Linked DNA regions of Triticum aestivum: region 1 is linked to region 2. Evidence: chromatin contacts called from public Hi-C data. All regions are on one chromosome and are shown on one strand. The core of a region is the stretch at or near the end of the contact, and the rest is flanking DNA. Distances in the headings are between cores, read along the strand shown.

Evidence for each region. Hi-C and Micro-C count contacts between places; a contact is called where the count stands out from the background.
Region 1: a Hi-C map of leaf shows a contact between it and region 2, with 5 times the contacts expected there. The contact joins the promoter of LOC123137409 here to the promoter of LOC123137407 in region 2. A contact is called at or near these places in 3 of 5 Hi-C or Micro-C datasets (all in leaf).

What each region holds. Positions count from the first base shown.
Region 1 is chr6B:447,203,476-447,210,439 of IWGSC CS RefSeq v2.1, forward strand. LOC123137409 reads right to left here and starts at 4,284. Exons shown (of 6, transcript XM_044557160.1): 1 at 4,109-4,284; 2 at 3,325-3,436; 3 at 2,925-3,251; 4 at 2,740-2,825; 5 at 878-965; 6 at 231-750. The coding sequence starts at 3,382. The coding sequence ends at 611.
Region 2 is chr6B:446,918,943-446,926,495 of IWGSC CS RefSeq v2.1, forward strand. It overlaps LOC123137407 (nicotinamidase 1), which reads right to left and starts at 4,096. Exons shown (of 5, transcript XM_044557158.1): 1 at 3,773-4,096; 2 at 3,202-3,385; 3 at 2,872-3,005; 4 at 2,602-2,787; 5 at 1,759-2,058. The coding sequence starts at 3,928. The coding sequence ends at 1,981. It overlaps LOC123137406 (probable E3 ubiquitin-protein ligase ARI8), which reads left to right. Exons shown (of 15, transcript XM_044557156.1): 13 at 35-134; 14 at 212-338; 15 at 601-1,280. The coding sequence ends at 886.

The DNA of each region.
Region 1 (6,964 bases), core at 3,034-5,533, 280 kb after region 2:
TTAGAAGTTGAGATTTGGGAGAAAATTCAAGGAATTGTAGGACAAGGTTAGAGATGCTCTTAGTGCATGCACGGCAAAGCTCCACTTGAGGAAATGAGAAGCTTGGTCATCACTATCTAAACAGGCAGATTCTTTACCTGCTAATGCGTTCTGCTTTTAATAAAGATTGAAGTGACTTTGCCTGACTCATCTATCCACTTAGCAAAATGCTTTCTTTGCACAAACCAAAGTTCTATTCCAAAACCATACTCTCCATAAAACCGTGTATATGAAAGTTTCAATTTTGGCAAAAGACAGTTAACCGATGACCAAGCTGAAAAATCAGAGATCAAACCCGCACAGTTCACAGTAGAGGAACGATCTTATGCGACCATTTACACATCACTGACTGAAAAAGCATCTCAGCCAAAACAAACAGGAAGCTAAGCTGCTTCCACTGCAACACTGAAACCCGATAGTACGTTAGGTTCATCCATCACAACAGACGGGAGAAAAGAACAGCAGCATCTAGCGTTCTAGTTCTACAGTCGACTGCTCCTGAGCAAGCAGCGTTGCAAGGGCAGTGACAGCAGTGGAGTTTGAAGTTTTTTCAGGTGGGCAGAGGGACTCTTCAGTTCACTGACTCCAGGCTCCATGGATAAAGACTCATCTCGTCTCTCAGCTGAAACTCAACAGGCTTGTCCTCCAGGAATGAGTAGCTGTCAAGCTCAACTTCATCAAAAGAATCTTCAGTCAGCTTTGCCTTATCGCCTGGATGCAAATGCACACGAGTTACATGTGAGAAAACTGAAACAAAATTGCAGATCGCCACGTAATGCGTTGAGTGACACGTTAAACGAACTAGAGCGAGCCTATGAATGTGCGAGGAGAAAGAGACCTGAAATCGAGAGACGCCCACTGATGTCTGGAAGAATCTCAGGCTCCAGTTCCAGCACATTTACTTCTTCATAAAACGGTGCAACTGCCTGAATCGTCAACAAACAGATATTACATTTCTGGTATCAACATAATGCATTAAAGAGAGGAACAGAAACAACAAATGTTGTTCACGGGAGCATGAGCAAATGACAAACAAGGATATCTTCATTAGCATGTAAAGACCAACAACAAGAACATACTAGGTAAACTAAGGAACAGGAACATACTAGACGACTAAGCAATGACTGTTGGTTTATGTCAGCCTATAATCCCTTAGCTAGTTTGATTTTCAGTCAGCTGAATAAGGGGCCATGTAACGTGTGCATGTGCACGTCTTGGCCAAGTATGCTTTGTTTCCTTAGAACTAGGGCTGCCGGTTCACTCCATGGGATGACACAGATCAAGGTGATTGTGGCGGCTATGTAGGGGAGAGAAGGACAAGTGGCTATGGTATGGCAATGGCATGGTCGTTGGGCGGCTATGTAGGGTTGAAGGACGAGTGGCTATGGGAGGCATGGCCGTTAAACTCGGTCCAACGCCCATTTTTAGCTCAAGTTAGTTTGTATCCAAAGAATAAGTAGAGGAGAAGAAGAACAGAAAAGCAGTACGATTATACTGCACAAAACTTGTCTCTCTCGCGCATATTTCCTCTCTGTCCGATCATCCCTTCCAACAGTTTATACATGCCATGTGTTATTTACACAAAACAGATGCAAGAAGATAATATATACACCATTGTTTAATACGAGTATGCATATCCATATAATCATTGCGGGTAAACTCAAAGTAAATAAACTGAAACAGGACAAGACACCCGTCAACAGCATAGTGGAAACAAATTCCTACAGTGCTACTAGCAATTAGCAAAGTTGAAGATTCTAATATACATAAACAAATTTTCCAAAAGAAAAAACAGATAAAACTGCGGTTGAGAGCTTAAACAAATATTTTAGGGAAATCCAGATTGAGAATTATCAGCGGTATCATCCACAAGTTTAACTATAGCTAGTTGTGAAGTGCTGCAAGGGGTGTATCCAACAGAGAATTATATGAATTCAGAAGCAACATCCATAAGTACTTATTCCCTCCATTTCATTGAATAAGGCGCCCATGCTTTTCAAAATCCAACTTTGACCATAAATTACAGCAATAATATATATTTTAGTGACTTAAAAATTACACCATTGAAAGTTCTTTTGAATATGAATCCTATAGCGTAACTTTTATCACATATAACATACATTTTGTTGGTCAAGGTTGATTTTTGAAATGTGTGCGCCTCATTCATTGGAATGGAGGGAGTACATCTTTGTTGCCTAGTCCACATTTTTACTACTTCTTAATTGCTTCTACAGATAAAAAGAACAAGCTTGCAGCAATCAATAATGGCAAATATTTCTTTTGTGGTAAAAGGACATGATACAGTTCCTCCATGCAAGAGGCATGAAAGGATCACATTTATGAATTTATACACATTGGTTTATGTACCAACATTAGCTAAAAGAAACAGTGGAACAAGTAATCATGTAATTTTTGTTTCTATGCTTATGTCATAGTAAAAGGCATAGCAAGTTCAGTAGGTAGATAGTGCATTCGGTTATGAAAGAAAGCTGAGTAAGGCATACTGAGATAAACATTATTCCTGTTTGCCAACGTTACCATAATTAGTTAATCCGGATGTAAATTTAGCAGTTTATCGAACCAAGAGACCAATACTAACAGAATGTTTACGTGTGAACTGGCGAAATGCGTACAGAAGTATGTAGACATTCAAAATAACCTGGAGGAGTTTTAAAAACACAGTGCATGTGGGTGGCTTACCTTAGCTGGAAACAGCAGAGGATCAAATATCACATCTGACCAGTCATGCAATGCTGACGTTATTTTCTCCACTTTCTTCTTGACACCTGCACAGACATGATATAACCAGTTAGATGCACATATTGAAAAGGTCCGCCCACATACGAACAGGCAAATGAAGCAAACTATAAGACACAAATTCTCACGTTTGTCTATCTTGTCACTGTCCAACCTCTGAGCATCATTCCCAGTGAAGTGGGTGCCCTCCACCCCACCCTTGGCCCATTCATGACATTTTTTGGTGGCTTCATCAGCATAGATTGTAGTCTTGCTCAGTGGGTTCTTCTTAATGGCTTCTTGGCTGCGAAGAGCAGACTTGTCTTTCAGGACGGACCTGTCCTTCAAGGGGTGGCCTTTTTGAATGCTAGGCGCTTGGGGCTTGCTGGTGTTGGACACATCCCGCAGGGCCTTCCTTGCTGATGGCTTTGCTGATGGTTTCAGTGGCCTCGCGTTCAGCCCATCAGTCCTCTTGCCTGCACACCAGGAACACGCTTACAACAGGGAACTTCCATACCATGAATTAGTTTCGAGCGAAAGAAGGCTCACCTCTATGGATTGGCAGGTTCTCATCAAGGAATACAGCAGCTGGAGCTGGGAAAGCCATGGCCGAACAGAAGCCTTTCTTCTTGTACCTCGAAAGCCTGGATGGAATTAAACGCTGCTGCGCAAAGGGAAATCAATCAGACGACAGAAGCAATACACAACGAGTTCCCAACGCTATTGTGCTGTAAAGAAACTTGCAATCAGCATATGGTTTATTTGTTTTTAACATCGGACCACATTGTTTTGTGAAGGCAACCAAGATTCCGCTCACAGATATGAATCAAGGACTTCCCTATCCTATTGTATGGTGTAGAAATTGCAGCTTACACATCAGACCACGTTGTTTCGAAAAGGCAAACCCAGATCTCACATATATTTTAGGTTAACAGCAATCCCGCTGTGGAATATGCAACGCGTGTTCAGAAAGACCACGCTTGGCGTGTCCAAGAAAACAGATCAGAAGACATAAGCGTCGATGCTCATAACCCTGCCCGAGAAGAAGAAGAAGAAGAATACGCGAACCAGATGGATGGACAGGGCGGATTTAGATGGTGGTGCGCCCCGGAAATCGCGAAGGTCGGTGGGATCTCAGTAATCGCTGGATGAGAACAGCCTCGTACATACCTCAATCAAAACCCTATGGCCAAAGGCCGCGGAACGGAGGCGGAGGCAGCAGGAACGCGGTGTCCCGACGGGGAAAGAACGCGAACGGCGACGCGCGGGAGGTAGGAGAGATTTAGAGCCTAGGTCAGGACGCGAGAGGAAGAGGGGGGAGAAGGAGGAGTACCTCGCCGGAGACGCTGGGGAGTTGTTCTTCTTGGCTTGTCCGTGTTCTTGCCTTGTTCGGGGATGGATTGGAGCCAAATGAATTGGGGAAAACTTAGGTAGGGTCTGCGGGAGCGGCGCGGTGGGAAGGAAGAGGGGAAAAGGCGAGGAGCGCAACGGTCGGATTTCGCTGGGCGGTGCGGGAAACTGCCATTGGGCCACGCCCGGTTATTAGGGTTTTCATTTGTTGTGGCCCGGCCCGAGACGGATAGAGCCCTGGGGATAGGGATGTAAAACTCGCGCTTTGTACGGTTATAATTCGAATTTGTCCAAACAAAAATCAGAATTGATAAATGATAAATATACGACATCAGTTTTTTAGACTCTCAACCCGAACGCCCTATGTACCGTCTAATGCACTCACCAATCTTGATGCGTGAATCCCGTGAAACGTCAGCTGCATCAAGTGTTCTCTCTCACGTGATCGGGAGTGAACGCGAGCGACCACGTGTCCATTCAGTCCTTCTCCTTTCTTCTACTCTCCCACCCACTTTCAGTCTACTTTGATCCTTGGGCGTTTAAGTGTGGGTCAACCGCGAACACGAGCTCGGTGTTGGAGATGCTCTTCAACACTAGTCTCCTTTTTCAGGGAATTTAAAGAGTTCATATTCTTCGCTTGTAGAGAAGAGCAAAAAGCATTCCGAAGAATTCGCACATTTGGTTTGCTTTTATCCTTGGCTCGTTTAAGCTTTCTACAACTCTCACATCACACAACAGGTTTTTTTTAAGATTGTTTTTGATTATCCAGATTTTCTAAGGAACGAAGTTTTTCTGTTGGTTTTCGTCTTGTTTCCTTGGAAGTTTTTTTTTCGTGTTTTTCTTTTCTTTTAGTTTAAACTAAATAAAGACTTTTGTTGATACATGAATATTTTTAAAACTTGTTGACATTTTTCAAATTCATCATTATTTTTAAATTTATTCGAGCTTTTAAAATTTTGAATATTTTTGAATTTTATGGATAGTTCTTTAAGTTCATAAAAATAATATTCGTGATCATCTTTTTAAATCCACGAACATATTTTCCATTTTAATGTATAAAATACCGCGTATCCGAATTTCTCTATGGAGACTGAGAAATCATTTTTTGTAAGTGGTTTACCTCAGCAACAAGACAGTGGTGGATGAGCCACGCGACAGTATCGAGTCTAGTCTATGCGTGCTATTTTGGCTGCTCCCGAAATTTTACACATCATCAAGTTTGTGGACACCTCCTATTTTGCGCATAACACGTGAAAAAAAAGAGGAAACACACACTTGAGCGTTGCACGATGCGTGTTGGGATTCTTTCGCTGGCCCATCGTTTGTTCTTTTCCTTTGATGGACGGTTTCTACTTTGTGTACATACGAATGTCTTACATGTTTCCTCGCCATGGATGCCTCCTCCTCGTCCCGACGAGATGATGTAGTGAAGACAGTGTTCATTCCCATAAACGTTGGAGTGATTTTGAAGATCCCGCTATGCACCAAGAGGGTAGATGATTTTTGGGCTTGGGGTGAAGACAGTCGTGGTGCCTTTTCAGTTCAGTCAGTCTATCGAACGATTTTGCATACTAAGTTGAACAGAAAAGTTGGCTGAAATGGCGACATGGATCATCATGATCAAGAAAATAACAGTTGGACTTCTTTACAGAAGATCCGTGTGCCAAGCAAAATCAGGGTGTTCTTGTGGCGTTTGGCGCAACACTCCATACCAACCAGCGAGCTCCTTCACCATCACAGTACGGCCACCATGTTGGTATTACGTCTTTGTGGATCTGAAGATACTTGGAGTCTTGCATTCCTGATTCTTCCCTGGTCAGTAGCCCTTTGGCTTTTTCTCCCGCAGGTTTAGTTGAACACATGTGCCCTAATTAGGATCTAGTGCAAAAAACTGGATCTTCACGCTACACGATTCTATACCACATGATGAGTTCATCAATGGTGGTGACACTTTGGCTGTTTAGCATGTTGAGAAAGGCGATACACGGGGTTATATTCCAAAGCCCGTTATCGACTCATTGTTTCATAATTTCTTTTATGTCTGAGATACATATTTTGCAGAAACCTGCCTCAACAAGCACTAGATCAGCCCCTCCACGATCAAACCATTGGTTGGGTCCACCTGATGGAATATGCAAAATAAATGTTGATGCATCACTGACAAGGAACAAATCGATTGGAGCCGTTGAGAGCAGTATGCAAGGACCACCTTGGAGGATTTTGGGGGCATCTTTTATAGTTTTTGTGTGGATAGAGGATCCAATAGCTTTGGAAGCTCTAGCGCAAGGAAAGCTTTGGCACTAGATGACGATCTATATGTTTATTGGATCCATGTCAAGCAAGGAAGTACAACAAGTTATGGTGCAATTATCCAATAAATCGTTGTCGTTTCTAGAGTCTTTGCTAGGTATAATTTCATACATGAATTTAGAAGCCCGAATGCTGAGTCTCAAAATTTAGCGAGGCATGCTTTATCTTGGGGGTTGGCCACCATATTTGGTCAGGTCATATCGGATCCCTTACATTCATTGCTGTAAACATTGTGACAATTTAATAATGCTTTGTGAGATTGTCTAAAAAAAGCTTACATGTTATCCTCCTCCTTTTTGCCCTTTTTAAAATTTCGTAGAAAAGGTAGAAAATTAGGTTTTATTTTCAAAAAGTATTTAAATGTGAAATATTATATTTTTAAAAAGTTCTTTTTTGAAGGAAAAAGTGCATGGATTTAGAAAGCATTCACGATTTTTAAAAAATGTTCATGAATTTTATTATTTTTATTAAAAAGCAAGATTTAAATGTTCACGAATTTGAAAAGATGTTCATAAATTCGAAAAATTTG
Region 2 (7,553 bases), core at 2,846-5,345:
CATCTCACTCAGGCTGTATGGTCTCATTTTGCAGATTGTTGAATGTAGGCGGGTATTGAAGTGGACTTACGCATATGGTTATTACCTTCCAGACCATGAACATGCCAAAAGGCAGTTCTTCGAATACGTTCAAGGTTCGTATTTTTCATACTGTAGATTCCATTCGAAGTATCTATCACTAAAGGGTATCCTTTTGCTATTACTTATTCAGGTGAAGCAGAATCTGGTTTGGAACGCCTTCATCAGTGTGCGGAGAAAGAACTTCAGATCTATCTCGATGCAGACTGCCCATCTAAAGATTTTAATGACTTCCGTACAAAGTTGGCTGGATTGACCAGGTAATGAAAATCTTAGTGTATTTGTTCTGGTCAGTGTTGTTTCTGTCTAACTGGTGTCATCATCCTTAATATGGACATTAGAATAGTGTTTCCCACAATCATGTAAAGATACTGGTTTCAAGTGTAATTATGTGGTGGTCTTTCTCCGTATGTATAACTGCCAAAATTCTTGCAGCTTGTGCTTTAATTCAGTACTTTTCATGTCATTGCTATACACTTCTTCTACTCATCTCTGCTCAACAATTCTTTGTCTATTTAACAGCGTAACTCGCAATTATTTCGAAAACCTGGTCCGTGCATTGGAGTCTGGATTGAATGATGTTGGAGCTCATAGCGGCCAAGGTGCATGTAGCAAGGCCGTAAGCTCCAAGAATCTTGGCGGTAAGAGCAAGAGTGGCAAGAACAAGGCACCTGTTGGAGCCTCAAAGTCAGGCAGCTCAACCCGTGGTATGGATGATGGGAACATTTGGGCCTGTGATCAGTGCACATTTGCAAACCCTAGGTCTGCTAGGAGCTGCCAGGTTTGTGACCATCAGCAGCACCGTTAGATCTTGTCAAGCATTGAACATATGGATTCGATTGGATTGGAACACCCTGCCCCGTGAATGCCTAGAGGCACATGGCGCATGAAGTTACTGGCCTCTAGGGCAGGAAAAAACTAGAGGGTGGAAATAGAAGACTCTGCTGCATTGGAAGCGCAGCAAAAGCTCAAGAGGTAGAATTTTTCGTGTCCTGGTTGTCTGTTAACCGACGATGCCCCAGCAGCCTCACTCAAATATCATGGCTCGTTTGTATATAACTTAGCACCCAGCCCTCTTGTCTTGTTTGAGAGGGGTATTGACGGGTGTTTGCTGATGCATGGACTGACCTGTTGTAGTGTTGTACAACTGTTGTAAAAACTGTAATAATATTGACCTGTATTGAGTACATTTATTTATGTTCGCCGGTCTTGTCAGTTTTTTTTTAATTCTATCTAATTAGAAAGTAGTTGAACACAAAAGATTTCCCTGTGGCAGGAGCAGCAATATAGGTATAGCAAGAACAACTGCACGCTTGTTTGCTCCAATGATTTTGTTTATGAATCCTTGGTGGATTGCAATGATAAAGCATTTGTGCGATGTGGCGTTTGCTTTGCTCCAATGGTGGAGCTAAAGGATCCTGTTTGAAGAACTGTAATTGTGAACTTACAGACCATGAGGCCCTTTTTCCGTCAGCAGGTTGCTCGGCGGCGGACAGCATACGCCCTGGCCCCATGGATATGGTGGCACTAGGCAACACACATCGTGAGGTCTGACGAGGAGACTACCCGGTCCAATCCATGTCTATCCAAGCAATCTCATCAGCAGCTTATTGGTTCATATTCTATGATGCACAACCTTGGAACCCAGAATATATAGAAACTACGCGGCACCAAAACACAGATTGGAAATGGTATCTATTCTGCTTACTGTAAAGTAAATGCTTGTTAACATTACTGCTTGGATAATTACAGATAACCATGCATGGCCCATAGAACAGTGTCTGTGCACAGGGGGCAGATACAGCATCTGATTATTCTACATAGAGTGGATAAACAGGAGGACTACATAGAACTATAGCACGGTCCTTCCAGCAAGACTCAGACCTGATGAATGATCTAGTCTTATTCTTCAAGAATTCCGTCAACTATCTTCGCACCCCTTGATTTGGCCATGTAAAGTCCCATGTGATGCATAAGATCCTGCATCATTATGAAAGCTTAGCTATAAGTCCATGTTTTTTTCTTTTAATGAGCAAGGGAACGCACAAGATATCAAAGCAAATTTGCTACCGTTGTGCCTATGCAGTGACTTTCAGGTCAAGAGAAAGCAGATGAACTCTACGCGTAAATACTTCGCAGCCAACACGACAGTGCATTTTCCATGTAAAACTAGTGCACTTTTTTTAGGCAGAACACAATTTTCCTCTTTGTTGATGTTCTATATAGCTATAAAAACTCCGGATCACATGGCATGGGATTTTGGTATGGTATATGAACTCTGGATGCTGGGAACTCCTTCAATGTCTTCTGTTTTACAAAACCTAATACTCCCTCCGTCTCAAAATAAGTGTCTTGAGCTTAGTATAAATTTGTACTAGAGCTAGTACAAAGTTAAGACACTTATTTTGGGACGGAGGAAGTACTAGCTAAAATTACATGCTCCAGAATACGAAAGCTATCTACTCTCTTTCTGAAGTCTACACTCTCACTGACTATGCATAGTAGAGTTTAGTGGCCGAGTACCTGTGGATGGGCCAAAGCTCCTTTGATACTCCTGGCTACTTCGACAGGGAGGTCAAATGTCGCACATCCCTCGGAATAGATCACAACATCTTCCAACGGGGGCACTCGGCCAATGTTTCTTGCAGCCAGAGTAGAACTCACAAAGTCCAAAACACAGAAGTCAGTGCATATTCCTACGACCAAAACCTGCATCAAGCAAATTCACGAGTCACTTATAAACGGGGATCACACTTTTTTTCACCGAACATTTAAATAGGAAGGATCTCTTACGGTTTTGATCTGGAACTTTGCGACCCACTCGCTGAAAACATTGGACCCATCCTTCTCAAATGAAGCAAGATAACCATCAATACAGTCCTTGCGCCTCATTGTCACATTTGGATCATTCTCCAGCCACTCAAGAGCTGCATATAGCAGATTGAACTTCGTCAGAATCCAGATATGGAACGTATTCTGTTGTCATTCTCCCATATCTTATCAGGTTGCCAAAACCATCGATTTAGCATATCCCAATTCAACATGAAAGAATCAGTTCATAGAAACTGAACATGCTCTGCGATAGGCTTAAGAGAAGTAATAATAAGAAAAATGTGGAGTAACCTGGAACAAAGTTTTCTTCACCGGAACCGATGATACAGTGCGGCGGAAAAGGCGGCTCGGGTTTATCGGGGTGGTGGGTATCAAGGAACGCAAAGACCGGCCAGTTCCTCTGGCAGAACACCTTGGCAAGCCTGGTAGACTCCTCCACCATCTTCTCGATCTGCTTATTCGGCGTGACGGGGGCCTGCAGACGCCAACTTTCTTATATATAAGTAAAACAAGTAATACTTCATGCAGATTGATATTCATGGGAGGAAGAAAAGGGAAAGTGGAGATTCAAGATGGGCCAGAAAGAGAAAAGAGAAGAAATAAGCACGAGACGGAGCGAGAAGTGAGTGACAAGAAGAGAACAACAAGAGCCAAGAAGCAAGACAGGAGGAAGCTGCGAGAGGATATCTGGCCTATTCACTCGCGTCCCCATCGTAGAGCAACCAGCAAAACTCCAACTCTTTCGGCATGGCGGCATGCATCCACCGGACCACCGAGCTCCCGCAAGAGCCGATCAACCTCGCGCGAAGGCTCGTCACCAGTATACTCAAAAACAGAGCAGAGGAGGGGGAGCAGAACTCACGAGGTTCCCGGCGCCGACGGTGCAGAAGCCGTTAACGAGGTCGACGAGGACGAGCCCCGTGCCGGGCGTCAGGAGGAGGTCGGCGTCCGGCAGGAAGGGTGCCGCCGAGCGGAGCAGGTCAATCGCGGCGGCGCCGCCGTTGGCTTCGGACCCCATGGAGATGCGTGAAGGGAAGGGGCGGTTGGTGGTTTGGGTTTGACTGGTCCCGATCAAGTAGTCGTCACGAGCCCCGTTTTGTCTAATCTCCTTTCTCGACTGGCACCATCCAGTTGGAACCCCGGTGAGAGGCGGGACCCTGATTGGCAAACTTGGTCAAACGAACACCCAAAAGATGAGAAGGAAATTCATTCGTCCACCCAAGTGGCTGCGCGCGGATATGAGCGAACAGACTTGGGGAAAACACGGCCTACATCAAGGGCAAGGGGTGGTCGGAGTGAGTGAGAAGGCGCCGAGCTGATTTGCGGTGTGATCGACACGCCAAGTTTAGGTTTACTTTTGTGACCAACGTATTGTCAGATTGGTTGCACGGCGCATCACGCCGTTGTTTGCTGAGCAAAACACATGAACGAGATTTCATACCCATTTGTGCTTTGTTATTTCTTTAGAGAAAAGACACTCGGGACGCTCTGCTTTATCTCTACTCCTAGGGTGTGTTTGGTTGTCGTTGTGAACAGTTCCTGCATCGCATACACTTCTCGACCCAACCTGATTGAGCAAAAACAGACCCTAATGCGTCATTTGCAAGTTGTTTGGTTGCCTGCATCTAGTGTCACTGCATTAGATAATACGTAAGTGCACTTTGTTTGGTTGCATGCATTGGCTCTAGCGGTACATGAACACGGCGTCTGCTTGCATACAACATACATGTTGTGCTTACCTTGTACACTAGTTGATGAGCTTACCCATAATGATCACACCTAGCACATCAACGCCACAACACAGCAATGACGATGAACTGGGCGAAAATGATGAAGTTCTTCAGCTTCAGCCCAAACTGACGATCCATCTTAGCACCTTCCACTTTGACACCTCCAACCTTGCCACTGTCAACACTGCTGCCTCCGTGCTTTCGCACCTAGGCGGAGTAAGCTTGTTCTGCTGCCTGCCTAGTCTTGAACCCTCTATAAATGTTGTTGCTATACGATGTCACTTGTGCATTGGCTTCTTCCCATGAACTATAAACCCCTGAAGCATCACCGATGAACACGGCATACCACTTGCCTTAGCAATGCACAAGAGCAAGAGCTGAAGCAACAAATCAATGGAACACACAAGTAGCAAGCAAAGTAGCACACAAACAACAATGGAGCAGAAGAGAAGTAAAGCATGCATGATCATACGGCATAACAAGTTTAACCTAGCACTACCTTGATGTTAACCTACCACCACATCAAAAAGAGGGTGTCATCCTACCACCATAAGTTCCCATCATCGTGAGGGGTTAGTATATACCACCTCACCAAAATATACAAACCATCAAATTGTTTTCAGCCCTAGCTACACAAAATGTTCGTCGTCATCGTCATCGTCGTCGTCGTCGCCACCACCATCACCGTCGGGGATCATGCACGCTCACAGGCAGCACTACTCTAGTAGTAGTGCTTGCCCAACCAGCTCCTGATCCACAGCACCCTGTGAGCGTCTGCCATGGCAACGAACCCAACACCCTGGGCCTTGTTGTCAAGCAGGTGGCTGAGAGCTGCCATGAGAGCCTCGTCACTGAAGCCACCCTGGGTCATGACAGCGCCATACAGGTCAGGGTGGACGTCGAGGGGCTTGCACTCCCTGATGGCTGTTGCAACCTCCTTCACTGCCTCAGTCATGCTGCAAAAGACATTGATATCCTCCTCCATCAGGCCTCCTCTCTTCCTCTTCCTATCATGGACGGGGTAAAATGGCTTGTCGAAGGGCTTCGCAGCTGGCTTGTCAGGGCCATCAAGGACCTCGACGTCCGGGGTCCCAGGGAAGTCTGGCATGGGAGAACCAAGAGGCTCCCCCGAGCCCATGGCATGCTTCCCAGTTGCCAGCCCGAAGGAGAAGATGTGTTGCATCTGGCTGTAGTTCTGTATGGGTGTGTTGAGGAACTCAGCGTCCCTTGGGTGGTCCTAAGAATGAAACACAAGTGTTGTTAGTTGCGATTAGGAGTAGGCAATGGTGGACAGTATGAAAAGGAAGAGGGCTGTGACCTAACCGCGACATGGCCGGTGTAGTGCTTTGCCTCCAGAACTATGGAGCAAGTGTTCTCATCCCATGAGGCGCCGCTAAGGTCTCTCAGCTTGGACACTTGGATCCATCGACCTCTTCACTTCCTCAGGTGGTTGTACACCTGGGTGGCAGACACCTCCTGCCCACAGAACTCGAACACCTGCTTCGCAACAGTGTTCAAGTGCACCTCCTTGAAGCCCTTGTTAGTCCTAACTCCACTAGAGATGAGCTCACACATGTTGTTCAGCACGAACGTGGACATGAACGGCTGCCACTTCATGTTGTTCGACCTACCATCCTTCTTTGCCTTTGCTGCTGCTACCTTGAGTGCGACGGCGGCAGCAGCATCAACAGCAGGAGTTGGCTCAACGAGCACTACTGTCACATAGAGGGAATCAGGCGCGAACACCTCTAAATCAGGTGCCATCTCGGACATAGGCTGCGAGTCCTTGACAAAAGATGGAGCAAACTGGCTGTCGGACAGGACAAGTGCCTGACTAAGATCTTGCGTCTGCGTGGTCATGTCCTACAATCATAGCATGCATTGATGGTAAGCATAACACACAGCATACCAGACAATCCATGAAAGCAGCAACATACATGTACATGGTTCATGACTATCATACTAAGCACATATAGTTCATTGCTATCATACTAAGCATACATGACAACCTATGAGCACGAATATACATCTACAGCAAACAACATGCTATAAATGGACCACCAATAGGTACAAATCACAGATCTAAGACGAATCAACACAAGCACAAGGTTCAACTTCAAACTCTACTACTAATCTAGCCTACCACATGCTTCAACATCTAGCCCTACCATAAATTGCAACCGCATCATGGCAATCAACCATATCAACTCACAGATTAGACCACTAATCAACCATGCATCTAGATCAAACCCTACCTACAGATCAGATCTAGCTAGAAGGAACAGAGAGAAAGGGGGATTGAACTCACAGAGGCCATGGCTGCAGCTCGAGGACGAGGGGGGACGGTCGTGAAAGATCAACGTCGGCTGGTGAAGGAGCGCCGACGCCGTAGACCGCCGGCCGATGAAGATGCGCCGCTTACCTGCTCGTCAGTGCCGATGCGCGTCCGCGAGAAAGCTCGAACGGAGGAAGAATGGTAGCGGGAGTTGGGGCGGTGAGGGAGGGGGCTAAATAGGGGTGGACTCGGCGGGAAGTGAGCTGAAATCCTCCCGCCGATTTTTCGGCGACGCGGGCGAGCTCGCGCCATCTCCCTGTAGCGACCAGACCTTAAACAGTCTGATCTCTGTGTAACAGTGTCATCCCTGGATCGGTAATGTTGACACGCACAGTACTTGAAGGATTTATAACAGAGTAGCAATCACACACTTATTACAGTAAATGTCTCAAAAGAGAACTTATTTGTCACTCCCAATATGCGACCCTATCCAAGAAGAACTCGAAGGTACCACCAAGGATAGACCCGCATATTGAAACGCTTTTGCAAGGTGGATATCATTACATCAACATTACATAATAGATGGGGATACATACAAAAGGCATACAATGCCACACGAATACAACATCATCTTACAT